Linked DNA regions of Mus musculus: all the other regions are linked to region 2. The links are chromatin contacts, called in public Hi-C and HiChIP or PLAC-seq maps. All regions are on one chromosome and are shown on one strand. Each heading gives the region's core, a stretch centred on a gene start, on an enhancer-like site or on the middle of the called end of the contact. The rest is flanking DNA. Distances are from core to core; before and after follow the strand shown. Region 1 holds the start of Commd5 (COMM domain containing 5). Region 2 has its middle 8.3 kb from the start of Gm41353. Region 3 overlaps Myh9 (myosin, heavy polypeptide 9, non-muscle).

What was found. A called contact is a pair of places that touch in the nucleus more often than the background predicts. HiChIP or PLAC-seq counts read pairs in DNA pulled down with a chosen protein or histone mark.
Region 1: a contact with region 2 is called in an H3K4me3 HiChIP or PLAC-seq map of forebrain, with 7 times the contacts expected there. The contact joins the promoter of Commd5 here to the enhancer-like site in region 2. A contact is called at or near these places in 9 of 39 promoter capture datasets (the 3T3-L1 cell line, cranial neural crest, embryonic stem cells and 5 more), 1 of 15 datasets of contacts at CTCF or cohesin (embryonic stem cells), 5 of 484 Hi-C or Micro-C datasets (cortical neurons, embryonic stem cells and palatal mesenchyme) and 19 of 115 datasets of contacts at active chromatin or transcription factors (the NIH/3T3 cell line, T-cell acute lymphoblastic leukemia, VIP interneurons and 11 more).
Region 3: a Hi-C map of liver shows a contact between it and region 2, with 1.8 times the contacts expected there. The contact joins two enhancer-like sites.

Annotation. Positions count from the first base shown.
Region 1 is chr15:76,898,380-76,901,731 of GRCm38.p6, forward strand. Commd5 (COMM domain containing 5) reads left to right here and starts at 1,562. Exons shown (of 2, transcript NM_025536.2): 1 at 1,562-1,613; 2 at 1,973-2,918. The coding sequence starts at 2,026. The coding sequence ends at 2,700.
Region 2 is chr15:77,366,281-77,369,306 of GRCm38.p6, forward strand. No RefSeq gene overlaps it. Among named protein-coding and RNA genes, the nearest start is that of Gm41353, 8.3 kb to the right of the region's middle. Within about 2 kb of position 1,416, at least 195 of the 459 cell types and tissues checked have an H3K27ac peak or open chromatin away from gene starts, as enhancers often do. A contact at or near this core is called in the NIH/3T3 cell line, VIP interneurons, cortical neurons and 12 more, where this site is marked.
Region 3 is chr15:77,831,230-77,834,255 of GRCm38.p6, forward strand. All of the region lies in intron 1 of Myh9 (myosin, heavy polypeptide 9, non-muscle), which reads right to left. Among named protein-coding and RNA genes, the nearest start is that of Myh9, 9.4 kb to the right of the region's middle. Within about 2 kb of position 1,367, at least 106 of the 459 cell types and tissues checked have an H3K27ac peak or open chromatin away from gene starts, as enhancers often do. A contact at or near this core is called in liver, where this site is marked.

The sequences.
Region 1 (3,352 bases), core at 312-2,811, 470 kb before region 2:
GTGGTGGCGCATGCCTTTAATCCCAGCACTCGGGAGGCAGAGGCAAGTGGATCTCTGAGTTCCAGGACAGCCTGGTCTACAAAGTGAGTTCTAGGACAGCCAGGGCTACACACAGAAACCCTGTCTCGGAAAAACAAACAAACAAACAAAATGCCACCAGCCATGGTGACCTCTGTCTCCACATGCACACATATGCACATGCATTTACACATACATGTGTACCCACACACACGTGAGCACACACAGAAATGCACATCCCCTTCGCTAAAAAAAAAAAAAGATCCCCAAACAAAAGGCTTTTATGAACATATATTAGATATAGGTTGAATTTTGTTCTTCAAAAGATATCCTGGAGTCCTAAGATCTCCGGAACCTGAGAGTAAATGAGACACTATTTGGAACAATGGTCCTGGTAAGTGAAGTCATGAGAATGCTTACAGGAAAGTCGAAATCCCACCTAAAGATGGAGGCAGTGAGCCAGGAAGTGGTGGCATGGCACATGCCTTTAATTCCAGCATTCAGGAGCAGAAGCAGTCTGTCTGGAGACAGAGATTAGAGTGATATATCCAAGCTAAGGAATGTCAAGGATGTTTGGCTGCAAGCTAATGTTGCAAGGGGCTCAAGAACATGGTCCTATCAACACTTAGAGCTTCTGGAACCATTATATTTCTGCTATATCACGAAATTAATTTTGGCTGCTTAGGAAGTGTGTGTGTGTGTGTGTGTGTGTCTGTGTGTGTTATTTATTTAAGATGGAATCTCTGTGTAGCCCTGACTGGCCTAGAACTCACAGAGATCTCTTTGCCTCTGCCTCCCAAGTGTTGGAATTAAAGGTGTACACCATAACGCCCAACTTCCTCCAATCTCTGATGAAGCAACACACCAAGTTCTTCAGGTTGACCTTGAACTCACTCTGGAGCCCAGATTAGCCCTGCCTTGGGTTTGCGATCATCCTGTCCCAGGCTCTTCCGATCACTCGCTTATATCACCAGGGCTGGGTCATTAGCCATTCATACCATCCTTGATAAAACGTCCAGACTTTGCCGGCAAAATTAATCACCTACCCCAAAAGCTTCTTGGGGCTATAATGCATATACCACACAAATTTACCCCCCCCCCCCACTTCTGCGGGGAATTCTGTTTGGTTTATTGAAATTGTTTGGGTTTGTTTGTTTGTTTGTTTGAGACAGGGTATGTAGCGCTGCCTGTGCTGGAACTCTGTGTAGACCCGACTGACCTTGAACTGTTTCTGCCTCCTAGTGCTCGGATTAAAAGACGTGGGCCGCCGCCTAGACCATCTAAGTATTTTAAAATATGCAATTCGTTGGCATCAACCACAATAATTCTTACGTCTGTTCTTCACATGGGGCTGCACAGGCCAGCAGAATCCATGCATCCCACACGGAAGCTAACTGAACTTTCCTCTCGCTTCCCAAAACACTGTTAGAAGGCAAGCGACCGGGCGGCGCATGCGCTCGGCTCCCGGGACCACAGAGAGCCACGGTCGCGCTTTCCTAGAGCGGCCCGGAAGTGTCTAAGTGGCACTTCCTGAGACTCGGCCAAGTTTCAGCTGCTGCCAGCCACAGCCAGCTCCTGCGGATAGCTTCCTCCAGGTGCAGAGGGCGTTCAAGGCTTAGTTTGTATTTGTAATGTGTGATTTAGGTCTTCCAGAGCTATGATGAGGATTCAGGGTTTGGGGGGGTCCTCGTTCCCTATTTATGTAGGATTTTGGTGCGCGCTTCAGTTTCTTGGTTCTTTTCCCTGCCAACTGTTAAATCTCCGGGACGCCTCCCTTCTGCTAGACTCAGGCGGGCTCCTTTGCCGCAAGGTCTCAGGGCCACCTCCAAAGCATGCATCCTATTTGCTATCTATCCTTGGTAGACAGGCGGGTGGGAGCCCCTCATCCACCCCCAGTTTTTAGTACATGAAGCTCCCGAGTAGGAAGTCACTTGTCTCTCCTTCACCTCTCCAGGCTACTGTGGTTAGTACCTTCTCTCCGGCCTGGTCAAGAAAGGGAAAGGAAGGATGTCTGCGTTGGGGGCTGCGGCTCCATACTTACACCATCCAACTGACAGTCACAGCGGCCGGGTCAGTTTCCTGGGTTCCCAGCCCTCTGCAGAAGTGACGGCAGTGGCCCAGCTCTTGAAGGACTTAGACAGGAGCACCTTCAGAAAGTTGTTGAAACTCGTAGTCGGGGCCCTCCATGGGAAAGACTGCAGAGAGGCCGTGCAGCACCTTGGTGCCAGCGCCAACCTGTCAGAGGAGCGTCTGGCCGTCCTGCTGGCGGGCACACACACCCTGCTCCAGCAGGCTCTCCGGCTGCCCCCTGCCAGTCTGAAACCAGATGCCTTCCAGGACGAACTCCAGGAACTTGGCATTCCCCAAGATATGATTGGAGATCTGGCCAGTTTGGCATTTGGGAGTCAACGCCCTCTTCTCGACTCTGTAGCCCAGCAGCAGGGATCCTCGCTGCCTCGTGTGTCGAATTTCCGGTGGCGGGTGGATGTGGCCATCTCAACCAGTGCTCAGTCCCGCTCCCTGCAACCGAGTGTTCTCATGCAGCTGAAGCTCACAGATGGATCGGCACACCGCTTCGAGGTGCCCATAGCCAAATTCCAGGAGCTGCGCTACAGCGTGGCGTTGGTCCTTAAGGAGATGGCAGAGCTGGAGAGAAAGTGTGAGCGCAAACTGCAGGACTGAACCCTGGTACTGTGGGGTGCTGAAGCTGGTACCAGAACCCAGCCGCACTGGTGATGAGGATGTAAGAACATATTTTAAGTGAAAAGACAGCTGGGACTTTTGGGTTTTGTTTTACAAGTAAACAGCTGGGCTGAGGCTGGAGAATGTGAAATGTAAGGCCGGCCTGGCTGGGTTTTACGTAGTGAGGCTCAGTTTCGAATTAAAGAGGTAAAGCAACTATTAAAAACATGTTATTCTATTAGGGAATTAAACCTACCTGTCCCTTCCCCAGCTGTGCTCCTGGATGAGACGATGTGCAGAGCTAAGTCCAGATGAAGATCTCTTACAACATACAACATGGTTGCTCAGCATGGCTGAACTCTGCCCATTTGCTTTCCTAAGTCCTGTGCTTTGCTGCGGACGTGTTTATTCTTTTGCCCTAAATTCCTGCTTTCCTGAAGCTGACATCCTAGTGGAAAGATCAGAGGGGGTGGGGGGAAGACATTACAAATACTAAATATGCATTAAATAATGTTTGGTATATATAACATTAAATACATATTTTAAATATTAAGACATGAGAACAGGGCCGGAGGATTGATTGAGCAGTGAAGAGCACTTGCCCTTGCAAAGAGGACTTGGGTTCAAGTCCCAGCATTCACGTGGTGGCTCA
Region 2 (3,026 bases), core at 166-2,665:
CAGGCAAGGAGGCTCTGAATACAGCTGTGCTCCCCAAATTCTGCCCTGCACCCCTCCTGTGTCTTGGGCTTCTTGTGGCAATCAACAGGCACAGAGGATGAAGTGAGCTCAGATTGACCAGTGTTAGGAAACTTCATCTGGGACTGTCTGTAATCCCACTACTGTGGAGGTTGAAGCAGGAGGATTATGAACTCAAGACTAGTCTGGGCTACAGAATGAGTTCAAGACCAGCTTGGGCAATTTAGTCCGTCTTAAAATAGAGATGGGCATGGGCATGGGGAATGGTGGGGGGGAGAGAGAGAGAGAGAGAGGGAGGGAGGGAGAGAGAGAGAGAGAGAGAGAGAGAGAGAGAGAGAGAGAGAGAAAGACTGAAGACAGTTTAGTGAATTCCTGTCTCCAGCCCAGTGCAGAAACCCTTTGGTGTTTGATCCTGCCGCAGACACTGGCCTTGGAGCTTGGGGAGGCTCTCCCTGTGTCTCCCGGTAGCAGTATCGTTGGCTCCAAGAAGCCATGTGGTAACCAGTTTAAACATTCGGCCAGCTCCTCCTCCACCCGCCTTCTGCCAGATGCTAATGGAAAACTGAACCAGGCATCTAGGGGTGGGGGTGGGGTGGAAGCCGGGAGGAATTGGGAAGAACGAGCCAAGAAGCTTGAAGTCCTTGACACAGAAGAGGAAGGCTTTGACTGATGTGTGAGAGCGTTAGGAGGAGGCCACAGCTCCAGAGCTCAGACGCCTTGCCTGGACAGTGAATGCAGCCACCCAGCTGGCCCAGAGGCGGGCAGTTCCCGTCCTGTGGGAGGACGTGACAAAGTCAGTACCAGAGGGAGCAATGTCGGATTTCTCAACTAGTACACTGGAATGAGGAGGAAGCCCTCCGAAAGGCTCAGGTTTATGCCTGCCTGCTCAACTCATCTTTCTAATACGTCTACTGCGTCTCCTAGCCATGGGCCATGGCTCTAAGACCCCTTACGGGTAACCGAATCTCTCCCTAGCAAACAAGAAAACCAACAAGGAAATCCTCAGAGGGAGAAGGCTGTGGAGCGAAGGCCCGGAGGGAGGCTCAGCCCTGCCGCGCAGATTCCTGGTCCCTCTGGGGACCGGCTTCATCCAAAGCATCTTTTAAAAAGTGTGTGGGCGCCCTCGTGTGGACGTTCTGTTAATACTACAAGCTTGCTTTCTAGCTCTTTTTTTGTTTTTGTTTTTGTTTTTGTTTTTGTTTTTTTGTTTTTTTTTTGAGACAGGGCTTTTCTGTGTGGCGCTGGCTGTCCTGGAACTCAACTCGAGACCAGGCTGGCCTCGAACTCAGAAATTCCCCTGCCTCTGCCTCCCTCAGCCTCCCAAGTGCTGGGATCAAAGGCGTGCGCCACCACCGCCCGGCCTCTAGTTCATTTTATTCCAGCTCAAAACTGTGATTTCCAAGCTTGGTAAGCAGAACCTTTCCGGGGGGTGGGGCCTAGCTGGCAGAGGCAAGTCACCTGGGTGGACCTTTGGAGGCAGAAGTGCCATTGGCACTAGGCAAGTGTGTGGTGCACAGATATATATCTAGGCAAAACACCCATGCATATAAAATGAAATTAAGTAGAAAAGCCAGGCATGATGATGCATGCCTACAATCCTGCACTCAGGAGGCAGAGGCAGAAGCAGAGGCAGGCAGAGCTCTGTGGGTTCGAGGCCAGCCTGGTCTACATAGTGCGTTCCAGGACAGCCAGGGGTGTTAGACAGAAACCCTGTCTCAAACCAAACCAAACCAAACCAACCAACCAACCAACCAAACAAACAAAAAACAAAAAAAAGAAGAAATTAAAAATTTTTTCAATAGGGAGGGATATCTGAGGGAATTTGTTGAATTCCACCCAAATCTGAACAAAAAAAAAATCTAAGGGCTCTTTGGATGTGTAGCCTTTGCTAGAGGAAATACTACTCAAGGAACATATGGGCCTAGGCTCTTTTCGTGCAGCCAGACGACTAAGACTGGAAAGGAAACCAGTGCTCCTCCCACTAACCAGGAGGAAAAAAAATGCAGACTAGAAAGGCCAGAGACGCCAGAGAAGCACTGTTGGAGCGCCCCCGTGTGGACACGACGTGCGTGAGCGGCATCCAAGGTTGATCAACAAGGGAAGGGCATACTGTGGTTGTGGCTGGCCTCAGCTGACAGTGTTTGCTCCGGCAGCCGTGGCTCTGACTGCTGAGAACGGGCCCTGCAGCTGGCAACCAAAGGCAGGCCATCTCCCCGTGACTCCAAAAGCCACACAGACTTTGTATGAATTGGAAAGGGAATGGGGAGAAAATGAGATGGAGCAAGAACGAGGAAGAAAAACGGCAAGAGGAAGAAGCAGGCAAAGAAGAAACGAAGGGGGTGGGGGTTGGGAAGAGGAGAAAATGCCTTGAGGGAGTTGGTTCCTAGGGACTTCTGCCACTTCTGTTCTTGCCTGGGCAAAGAATAAATGAATAAGCAGGAACCCCGCTGAATAGGATGAGGGCAGGTCCACTTAAGGGTCAGGAATCAGATAGCAGGGATCAGGGATCAGGACCGGAGAAGGACTATGAAGGGAGCTTGGACAAGGATGCTTGTGGTCTGTCTATCTTGGTCCCGCTACAGCTGACCTTTGCCCACACCTGAGCACAGGCCCTCCAAGCAAAGTCAATCCTCTGCTTAGCGACAGGTAAAGAACGCACCTGTGTTCACTCCAGCCAGACGTGCGTGAACACCACCCTCTGTCCCAGCGGGGCCTGAGGTGACAGAATCTGAAAGAAATGCCTGGGTGGAGGGGCAGCGACTGTACAGGAAGAACAGGAAGGACTTGCTGCCCGACACCCCACAGGAACTCATGTGCCCAGGGGAGCCAGTCAAAGGCAGCATAGGCTCAGTGAGCCAGTGCAGGGGTCCAGGTTGGTTGCAGCCATCTTGAGTCACAACCGGCAGGGGCATCTGTGAGAAATCTTTCCCTGCATGGCTCCCCTGTCCTTAGAGTGACATGTGGACCTTTAAAACAAGACCCTAGTGCTGTCAGAGTTAGAGACGCGG
Region 3 (3,026 bases), core at 117-2,616, 460 kb after region 2:
ACAAGTTACCTCTCCTGCTCTCTAAGAAGACCAAACATTTCAGAAAACCTTGAGCTGGATGGAGTAGGAACTGAGGGGAGGGGCCAGAGAGAGCAAAGCACAAGGCTGCCCTCTCTGATGAAGGTAGAGACCCACCATCCCGGTACCCAGGTACCTTGCAAAGACTTCCCCCACTACAGATAAAGATCCAAAGCTGCAACAAGGATTCTGAAACTTCCTTTTTTTTTTTTTACAACAAAGCCAAACTGTTGCAACTTATTGCTACAATTCTTACAACATCTCAGCAAGGCCTCAACTGAGACCTGGGCCCCTGGCAAGGTGTCTAGATGTTTCCAGACCTCCCCACCCTCATTAGGAGGAACCCTATCCCCTCTTCCTTCCTCCCCCTTTCTCCCTACCCTCGGGAGTCTCCTTCCTGCTCAGTAGCATCCTCAACAGAGACAACCCTGTGAACAAAGCCCCTTAGAGACTTTTGGTCTTTCACCTCTTCCAGATGGGTTTCCTGACCCAGGCCTTTGGTATACACAGGAGATAGGAGACAGGTAGAATTGGGAGGGAGCAGGTGGAAGGCCTTCCTACACAGAGCCTGGAAAGATCTCGCAGCTCTTGGCTCCAGTTCCTGAGCTTCCTGACAGCTTGTGAATGACAAAGTGGTTTTACCAGCTTTCAATGAACCGGGCTGGGCACCCAGGAGTCCCATCTCTACAAACCCCCATGTCTCAAGCCACAACACCAACACCAGAAGGCAGTGAACATGTTCCTAGGACTAGACCTGCGCCCAGGGAGCAGCCCAGTGATCTCAGACCCTGCATCTTGATGTACAACCATCTCTGTACAAGACCTACAATAGATGCTTAGATACTCACTGAGTGATTACATTTTTAGAGACAATAAAGCTCACGGTATTTTCTGACAATGTAAATAATAGTTCCTCCCCTCAGTGGACCATAACATGGTCATTAAATACCCAGTATGAAGAATGTTGCAACACAGGAAACTTCAGATTGCAGCACTGCTTGAGAACTCAAGTGTACACAGTACCATTGTGCCTGGGATCTGGTGAAGTGCATGCCGGTGTGTGCATGCGTATGCGTGTTCATGTACACACATGAATGGGTACTTATATGTGCAGGAAACCCAAAAACTTCAATGGTGTGGTGCTTCTTGCCAGCTTATGTTTGTGCTGCAAACAGGCTCCTAGTTTCTCTTCCGAACTTTAATAGGACACTGTTTTCAGTAGCAATGGTGTTTCACAATTCTCCGTGAAATGTCTCACCTCAAGTCCTTCGCCTGGGAATAACATGATGTCTGACCTCCCAACCAGAGGACACCGGCAGCTTGCCCAGCACCCAGTCAGAAGTTAACGACCTGGGAGTGGAACAGAGCACTCTACTTACCAGAAAAGGGTTCAAGGAGAGCAGGTCTCCACAGGCTACCTTAGGCTCTGAAAAGGCTAGGGCCTACAAGAGAGGAAACCTTTCACCAGTCAGTGTGAGTCACAGAACCTTCCACAATCTGAATCACTCCTCAACAAAGCGAAAATGCCTGAGCAAGGTCCCAACCCTGCTCCCTGGGCACGTCGTGCCCTGTGTGGATTCTGCAGTCAGCTCAAGTGCCACTTCCTCTAGGCTGCTTTCTCAGACCCCCCCTAAGGCCTGCTCTCCTGTATGAGCTAAAGAGTATCAGCCCCGGGCTGGTGAGATGGCTCAGTGGGAAAGAGCACCCGACTGCTCTTCCGAAGGTCCGGAGTTCAAATCCCAGCAACCACATGGTGGCTCACAACCATCTGAAACAAGATCAAGATCTGACTCCTTCTTCTGGAGTGTCTGAAGACAGCTACAGTGTACTTACATATAATAAATAAAAAAATCTTTTAAAAAAAAAAAAAAAAAAGAGTATCAGCCCCTACAAACAGAAACCACACTTCCTGAAGCTCTCTCCTCTCAGCACCTGGCCCTGGGGTCCATCTTTGTGCCTGGGAAGCCCATGTTATCTGGTGTGGTTACTGAGTAACTAGGGCTGGACAGGAGGGCAGATGGAGACAAAGGAATGAATAGTATATAATACATAGGCAAGAGCTCACCTGTTAAGAAAGCAGGGACCACTGGGTCCCACAGCTGCAAAGTCATCCTGGGCTTGAATTCATGCTGGCAGTCATGGTCCTCTCACCTGCCCCACCCCACCTCCAACTCCACACTCATGAGAAAAGTAGCTATAATAAACACCATGGGCACAGGAGGCCTCAGTGAGTGGCCAGGAACGATGGGGATGATAGTCTTTAGTGAGCTCACAGCTCAAGAAGGAGAAAGCTAAGGAGACCAGTCCACCCTCTTTGCAAACGAGGCTATGTGTACCTACAATGAAGGCTGTCTGAAAGGACACAGGAGCAGAAGCAGACCCACCCTTCCACACACACACACACACACCCCACACCCCAGTCTGAATCTCTGTAAGGCGACCTCATCAGCAAAATGAATGAGTTTCTACTTCCTGGGGGCAAGAAAAGAACTCAACAAACAGCACATGGCCTGCTGCACATAGGTGCTCAATAAAATCTAACCGTTCTCTCTAGCCAAGCTAGGACTCAACTCAGACACCCAAAGACTTAGGCTGCTACTCTGTTCTAGTCACATCCTCCTGTGCTGGCTGCTTTTATGTCAGCCTGAGAAAATCGCCACCAACCCAGACTGGCCGGTGGGCAAGCCTGTGGGGCATTTTGTTGATTAATGGTAGACATGGGAGGAGCCAGCACACCGGGAGCATTGCCACCTGTGGGCAGGTGGGCCTGGGCTGTATAAGAGAGCAAGCTGAGAGAACCATGAGGAGCAAGGCTGTAATAGGCAGCGTTCCTCCAGGGTCTCTGCTTCAGTTCCTGCCTCCAGGTTCCTGCCTTCCCTTCGTGAAGGACTACAGATATTAGCCTAATCTTAAAAAACAGCTTTCAACCCCAAGTTGCTTTAGGTCATGGTGCTTTACATGGCACAGCAACAGAACCCCTCAGTCAGGCGTGATGGAGACCTCAGTTC